2 separate regions of the Triticum aestivum genome follow, and region 1 is linked to region 2. Evidence: chromatin contacts called from public Hi-C data. All regions are on one chromosome and are shown on one strand. Each heading gives the region's core, a stretch centred on a gene start, on an enhancer-like site or on the middle of the called end of the contact. The rest is flanking DNA. Distances are from core to core; before and after follow the strand shown.

Region 1 (3,032 bases), core at 83-2,582, 400 kb after region 2:
TACTATGCAGCTCTAAAGAAGCTACACCAAAAATGGAACATCTCAGAGCAAATTACTGTTACTATCCCAGTGGCTTAAGTTTCCAGACACCTGTGTTTTTGTTATTACACCAAAGCTCATGGTTGCTAATCTGTTGGAATATGTCTCTGTTCTCAAGGGACCAAATAATACTTTCAGCAGTGCATATAAGTCACTATTCAACATTTAGCAGTTTGCAGTAAATTAGCACAAATACAGATGAAAGGAATGGCACATTCTTCTCGGCAACGACCTGATATTAGCATCAGTTATGGTTCATGAAGTGTGGAGTGAGTTGAAATTACATATGGAGAACCAGTCACAATGAAAACAAGCGGGAGCTTCTGAATGCCAAACATCCTACACTATGCACATTGTTAAAACTAGGAAAGAGACAGATTCAACCGGTTATACTTTGGCCGAACCTGCGTGGCGCAAGGAAGGCACAGCTAAAATGAAGCCCTGTCAATCACGGTTGAATTGCAGAGCAATCGGAACATCACACCAACCAAACTGTCTGGCCGTGTTAGTTTGGGCAGTACTGAATTCACATCAATTTCTCACAACTGAACTACCATTAGCTGAACAAAATGGGAAGCATGTAGTTACCATCTTGGAGAGCCTCTTCCTGCGCTTGGCGTTCTTCTTGCTGAGCAGATGCTGCTTCCCGGCGCAGCGCCGCACGATCTTCCCGGTGCCCGTCACCCTGAACCGCTTCGCCGACGCCTGCACGCGCGCACACACACAGACCGGAGCAGAGGAAATCAAGAAACGCCCAGGGCGGCAAACGCATTCCACGATAAGGAACCCAGAGAAGAAGGCGAGGAGGAAACCTTGTGCGTCTTCATCTTGTACCCCTTCCCGGCGGCGACGACGGCGAGGGGGCGCGGGAGCGGGGCCGCCGGGGACAGCGCGGCGGCGCCGGCGGCGGCCACGGCCAGCGGCGCGCCGAAGAATGAGTTGGCCGGGAAGGCGAGGGCGGAGTGGGCCGGCCTCCTGCCCGGGAGGGCCTGGAGGACCGGCGGCAGGGCCAGGCGCGCGAGGGAGAGCGACATGGCCATGGCTTGGCTTCCTCTCTCGCGCGGTTCTTGTTGGGTGCGTCTTCTTCCTCTGCTTCCGAGAGTGAGCCGATGGGGATTAGATAGAGAGCCGAGCTGAGCGGATAGCGTACGGGGAAATTCACACAAGTTCACGTCACATGGGCCGTCGAAGCGGGCCACACCTGGACTGGCCCGGTCAACCAAGCCCGCGTCCATCATGGGCCTGGGCCGCCGAATCGTAACCGTCGCGAATGGCCACCGCTACATCGGCGGCCAGGCCCTAGCCGCGGCGGCCGGCGACGAGGGGGCGCCGGCCAGGTAGACGGAGGGGGGCTTCCGGCTCGAGGAAGAGGAAGCTGGCGGCGGGAGACACCCCGGAGCGGATGAAGACGAAGGGGGCGTCGGTGACCGCGTCAGCCAGCTCCCCGACGGCGTCCTGGGCGAGATCGTCGCCCGCCTCCTCTCACCAAGGAGGAACTCGTCATCGAGAATGCCCCTTTTCTCGAAAGGCTGTTCCGTGTCGATCTATCCGATGGCCTGCGAGTATCGGTGATCTTGGCGCCTAAGCGGGAGACCTTGTGCTTCCTTGATGATGATAGTTTCAGTTTCGACAGGATTATTCAGGTACTTCCAGAGTTCCAGTTCTAACCTGCATTGCTTTCTACAAAGAAATGCCATATCGACTGCATTTCTGGATGGCGTAATGTTGTGTTTCATTCTTGATAAAGGATGCGTGTGTTAATAGCCTGGCGACGATGGTCTCGTGGAACCTCTGAACATTTAAACATGTTATGTGTGTCGTCAGTTTTCTGACATAATATGTGGAATATGTGCAATTTCTGAAGAATTTCACTGATAATTTCAACTCTTTGATTCTCCAAATTTTGTGATTTGTATGCCTTTGATTGATTGTTATTGTGGTTTCGTAGCTTTTGGCCAGTAAGTTCATGTCAGATCCAGATGTACTGATTAACTTTTCTTCTTTTTATGTGAAGAACTAGACTGATATCTGATTGGAGAAAATTTGGAGTATGGTATGACTTCACTCTTTCTGTGGGGAGAAAATTACGAGACCATCCATACTCGCAGGCTTTGGCAACAGTCTCCAACACGACAACTACGTATTCAGTTTTGGGGTGGAAGAGAGGGCTCTGTGGCCTGGGGCGTGGAAGGGAAAAGCTTCGGAGACTGTAGCAACGAAGATGGCTCCGGGCGTACAGATATTCTGGCTACCTCACTGGAATAGAGGTACATGTTCGGAGATCAATTACTGTTTGCTTTGTTGGTGCTTTACCTACTGGGTACATATGTAGAGAATCACTGGGGCACATCCGGATTTCCAAACATCATCATTACTGCAAGCTTTGGTGAAAAGAAAAGGGACCCATCCAGTATGCAGAAAACACGCAAGGAATTGTGCCTTCTCCGGTTTGAAAAGGAAGGGTTGATTCTCATACCAAACCGACAAGGCTACCTGCAGACAATATCTATCTTCCTGCATAGTATGGCGCAACCTCTGCTCTGATCTGCAGTACTTGAAGCTTATATCACAACAGTCAAATAGCTGAAATCAAATTTCTAACTATCAAGCTGCTCCTGTCTGCTGTCAAGGTACGCACATGGCGGGATCTCCAAGCTTTCTTTGTCGGTTGCTGTCTGCTGTCAAGTCGTGATGAAATTCACTGAAATTTCTAACATGCTGTCGTTGCTGTGCATGCAGGCAGTGTTGACGCTACTTAATCCGATGGGTTTGACTGATTCATCAGCCGCTGCATCTCTTTCTTGATCTTGATAGTGAATTTCATCATGACTTCTACTCTTACATGGGTAATACTCTTGTTCAATTTATGTTCATGAAATATTTAATCGTTCTCCTTAATCTAATTCTGCTGAGATTTTCATGGTTCCATGTGTGTGTGTTTTAGACATCAACCTTTTATCTTAGTTGGGCATGTGATGTATAAATCGTGTGAT
Region 2 (3,070 bases), core at 466-2,965:
CCTCTTGTGTTTTCAGGATTGGCCCCATCACCCGTGTGCCCTTCTGCTCAACCTAGTCATCGATCGATTCGATGAGACGATAGCACGCGAGATTCAACACGGACAAGCACTTTCTTGCACCCCACCCGCTTTGCTCCTGCCACGGCACCGTTTGCTTCGTTTTCCGCCAAAGACTTGCGCCGGCGACGACGGCCGTGTCGTGTCTCGCGCGCACGTACGCGTTGCGGACCATGCGACGGCGACGCGGCCGGTCAAATTCGGATCAGCCACCTTGTGTGGCCGGCACGAGAATGCCGGCGTTGTGTTGTGGAATGCTCTCGAGTCATTGTGGCTGGTCAACACGTTTTTCGCCCCGTTTATTACAATATAGAAAACAACACACCGAAGTATATGATCAAACAATACAATATAAGTAAGCAGCCCATCAAAACATACGAAAAAGCTTAGAACTAGATTAATCACTTCGCCTAGGCCCGACCGAGGACGCATGAGCAAGCGTCGCCGCTGCTGAATCCGAGCAAGCAGAAAAGGGTTTTCACCCGGAACCCTGACACATGAATGCCGGGAAGAGAACGACACCCCCGGGGTTTGCCGATGTCAGTGCCAAGCGCAAATATTTCGGCTCGAAAACTCGCTTGCACCACCAGGAAGCGTCCCGATCACCACCGTAATGAGGTACAACACAGCCACACCAGATTTGGGCATTGCCGGAGAAGGCCAGAGCCACCCACACAACCAAGAGGTGTAGTGACCACCGCCACCATGAAGCCTTCCGGAAAGACAATTGTGTAGCCTGTCATGCGGGGTTGTCGCCCTGGCATCCTCAGACAAAGTCGCCACCGACGTCATAGCATGCGACCGCCACCCCAACCACTCCACGAGACACGACATGGACAGAGAGGCATGAGAACACGTGCGAGGGGCAACCAACCCCTGCACTAGTAGCCAGCACATGTCGCTAGCCAACTGTGAGCCAACGCTACCATATGTTCTGGACACTCTAGATCTAGACGAGGGACCCCCCATAGTAGCCGGCACTTTCGACCGCCAAGCACCCACCTCCGTCGGCTATCCCCGACCCACTTCGCCACCGCAGCCCCACTGTCGAGGGCCGTCGTGCCAACCTGCACTGCCCCGCCACCACGCGCCTGCTGGAGGAGATCGTCATTGTCAACCTGATGCCTTCAAGAAGGCACCATCGGCACAACGCCGCCGCCTCCCCCGAGGCCATGAAGGAAGCCGCCGACCGCAGCCCTAGCCTCGCCGCACCCCGCACCGTCCATAGGCAAGATCTGGACCCCGCCCTCTTAGACATGCTCCATCCACCGCCACTGCCACGCCACCCGCTCCGCCAGCTGACGGCCATGGCCCACGCCGCCCGCAGCCACAACAGACGACATGCCGTCGGCGCCAGATCAGGCCGGGGCAGTCTCGCACACCACCACCTGATGAAGAGGGCCCACAGCCGCCGCACCATGCCAGAGCTCCAGAGCGCCGCATCCCCACGCTCGCCGTCGTGCCGCTGGGCCCCGCGGCAGCCCCGCAAAGCTATTCCGCGCCAGCCATCGAATGAGGTAGAGCATTTATGCACTTGCTGTCAGATTTGGCACGTCTCGCGTCGCCGGGTAAAACCATCTGGGTCCGTCCAGTGCACCCATGCCCGACAAGGCGAGCCAGAGACTAGTATATACTCCTTCAATGTACTAATTCAATGCGGCGCACGACCGTCTCGTCCCGGTCTCACGCACCCGCGCCTTCTTATTCTTAAACCACACCACACCACACCACACGAGCGGAGTGACGAGAGCGCGCGAGCGAGTCGACGGGCGAACATGGCCGCCTCTTCCTCGCTCCCCGCGGCCGTCCCGGCGCTGCTGCTGGCGCTCCTCCTCGCGGCGTTCGCGCCGGAGCTGGCGGCAGCGGCCTCCTCCAGGCGCCCCACCCACCAGCCCCCTCCTTTCCCCGCGGGACTCGCTCCCCTGCATCAGCGGCGGGCTGCGAGCTCGAGCGGCAGGTACGCCGCCTCCGCCGCGGCGGCGACGGACAACGGCACGGCGAAGCCGTTCACGGCGCACTACTTCCAGCAGGAGCTGGACCACTTCACCTTCACGCCCAACGCCTCCCGCCTCTTCTCCCACAAGTACCTCCTCAACGACACCTTCTGGCGGCGGAAGCCCGCCGCCGGCCCGCTGTTCGTGTACACCGGCAACGAGGGCGACATCGAGTGGTTCACCACCAACACGGGCTTCATGTTCGACATCGCGCCCGAGTTCGGCGCCCTCCTCGTCTTCATCGAGGTACCCTGCTTTTCACATCCTTCGCCATGGCTGATATTCTAAAGCTAACCATCATATCATCGGCGACCGTGCCTTGGTCCAAAATTTCGGTCGACGTGTTGATTCGCTCGAGGCTTAAAAAAGCACCGAAAAATCCAAAGGCGATTGCGTTGCGTTAACTGCACACCAGACACCATTTTCGCTGTTGTTTTAGCATTGGTAGTCAAGCTTAATTAACGCTACTAATCAGTTTTAGTACTCAACAGTAATTAACACTACTGTTGGACTTTTATGTTTGAAACTTGTGTGGGCGCTGTGCAGCATCGGTTCTACGGGGAGTCGAAGCCGTTCGGGAACGACTCGTACAAGTCGGCCGACACGCTGGGCTACCTGACGTCCACGCAGGCGCTAGCCGACTTCGCCGTCCTCATCACCAGCCTCAAGCAGAACCTCTCCGCCGTCGACGCCCCCGTCGTCGTCTTCGGCGGCTCCTACGGCGGCAGTAAGTCCCTCACTAATCAATGTTTTTTTTCTATTATATTCGTGCATGCATGCGACGTGGGGCTAGATCTGCCTGTTAGTTTACTTCCATGGTTGACTGGCTCTGCCGGCTCATACTATTGTCGCGATTAGGATGAGCTAATCTAAAACTGACGCTGTCATGTGGATCCTCCAAAAAACACTACTAAATAATGCTGTTGTTTTGTGGCTGTTGACTGTTGTTTCTAGTGCTGGCATCATGGTTCAGGCTCAAGTACCCCCACGTCGCCATGGGAGCCCTGGCGTCCTCTGCA

Evidence for each region. Hi-C and Micro-C count contacts between places; a contact is called where the count stands out from the background.
Region 1: a Hi-C map of leaf shows a contact between it and region 2, with 2.2 times the contacts expected there. The contact joins the promoter of LOC123170092 here to the promoter of LOC123166363 in region 2. A contact is called at or near these places in 3 of 5 Hi-C or Micro-C datasets (leaf and an unstated tissue).

What each region holds. Positions count from the first base shown.
Region 1 is chr7D:608,483,630-608,486,661 of IWGSC CS RefSeq v2.1, forward strand. LOC123170092 reads left to right here and starts at 1,333. Exons shown (of 5, transcript XM_044587933.1): 1 at 1,333-1,682; 2 at 2,054-2,669; 3 at 2,779-2,885. The coding sequence starts at 2,865. It overlaps LOC123168800 (50S ribosomal protein L35, chloroplastic), which reads right to left and starts at 1,165. Exons shown (of 3, transcript XM_044586666.1): 1 at 852-1,165; 2 at 628-744. The coding sequence starts at 1,079.
Region 2 is chr7D:608,083,793-608,086,862 of IWGSC CS RefSeq v2.1, forward strand. It overlaps LOC123166363 (lysosomal Pro-X carboxypeptidase), which reads left to right and starts at 1,716. Exons shown (of 10, transcript XM_044584154.1): 1 at 1,716-2,297; 2 at 2,598-2,778; 3 at 3,006-3,070. The coding sequence starts at 1,833.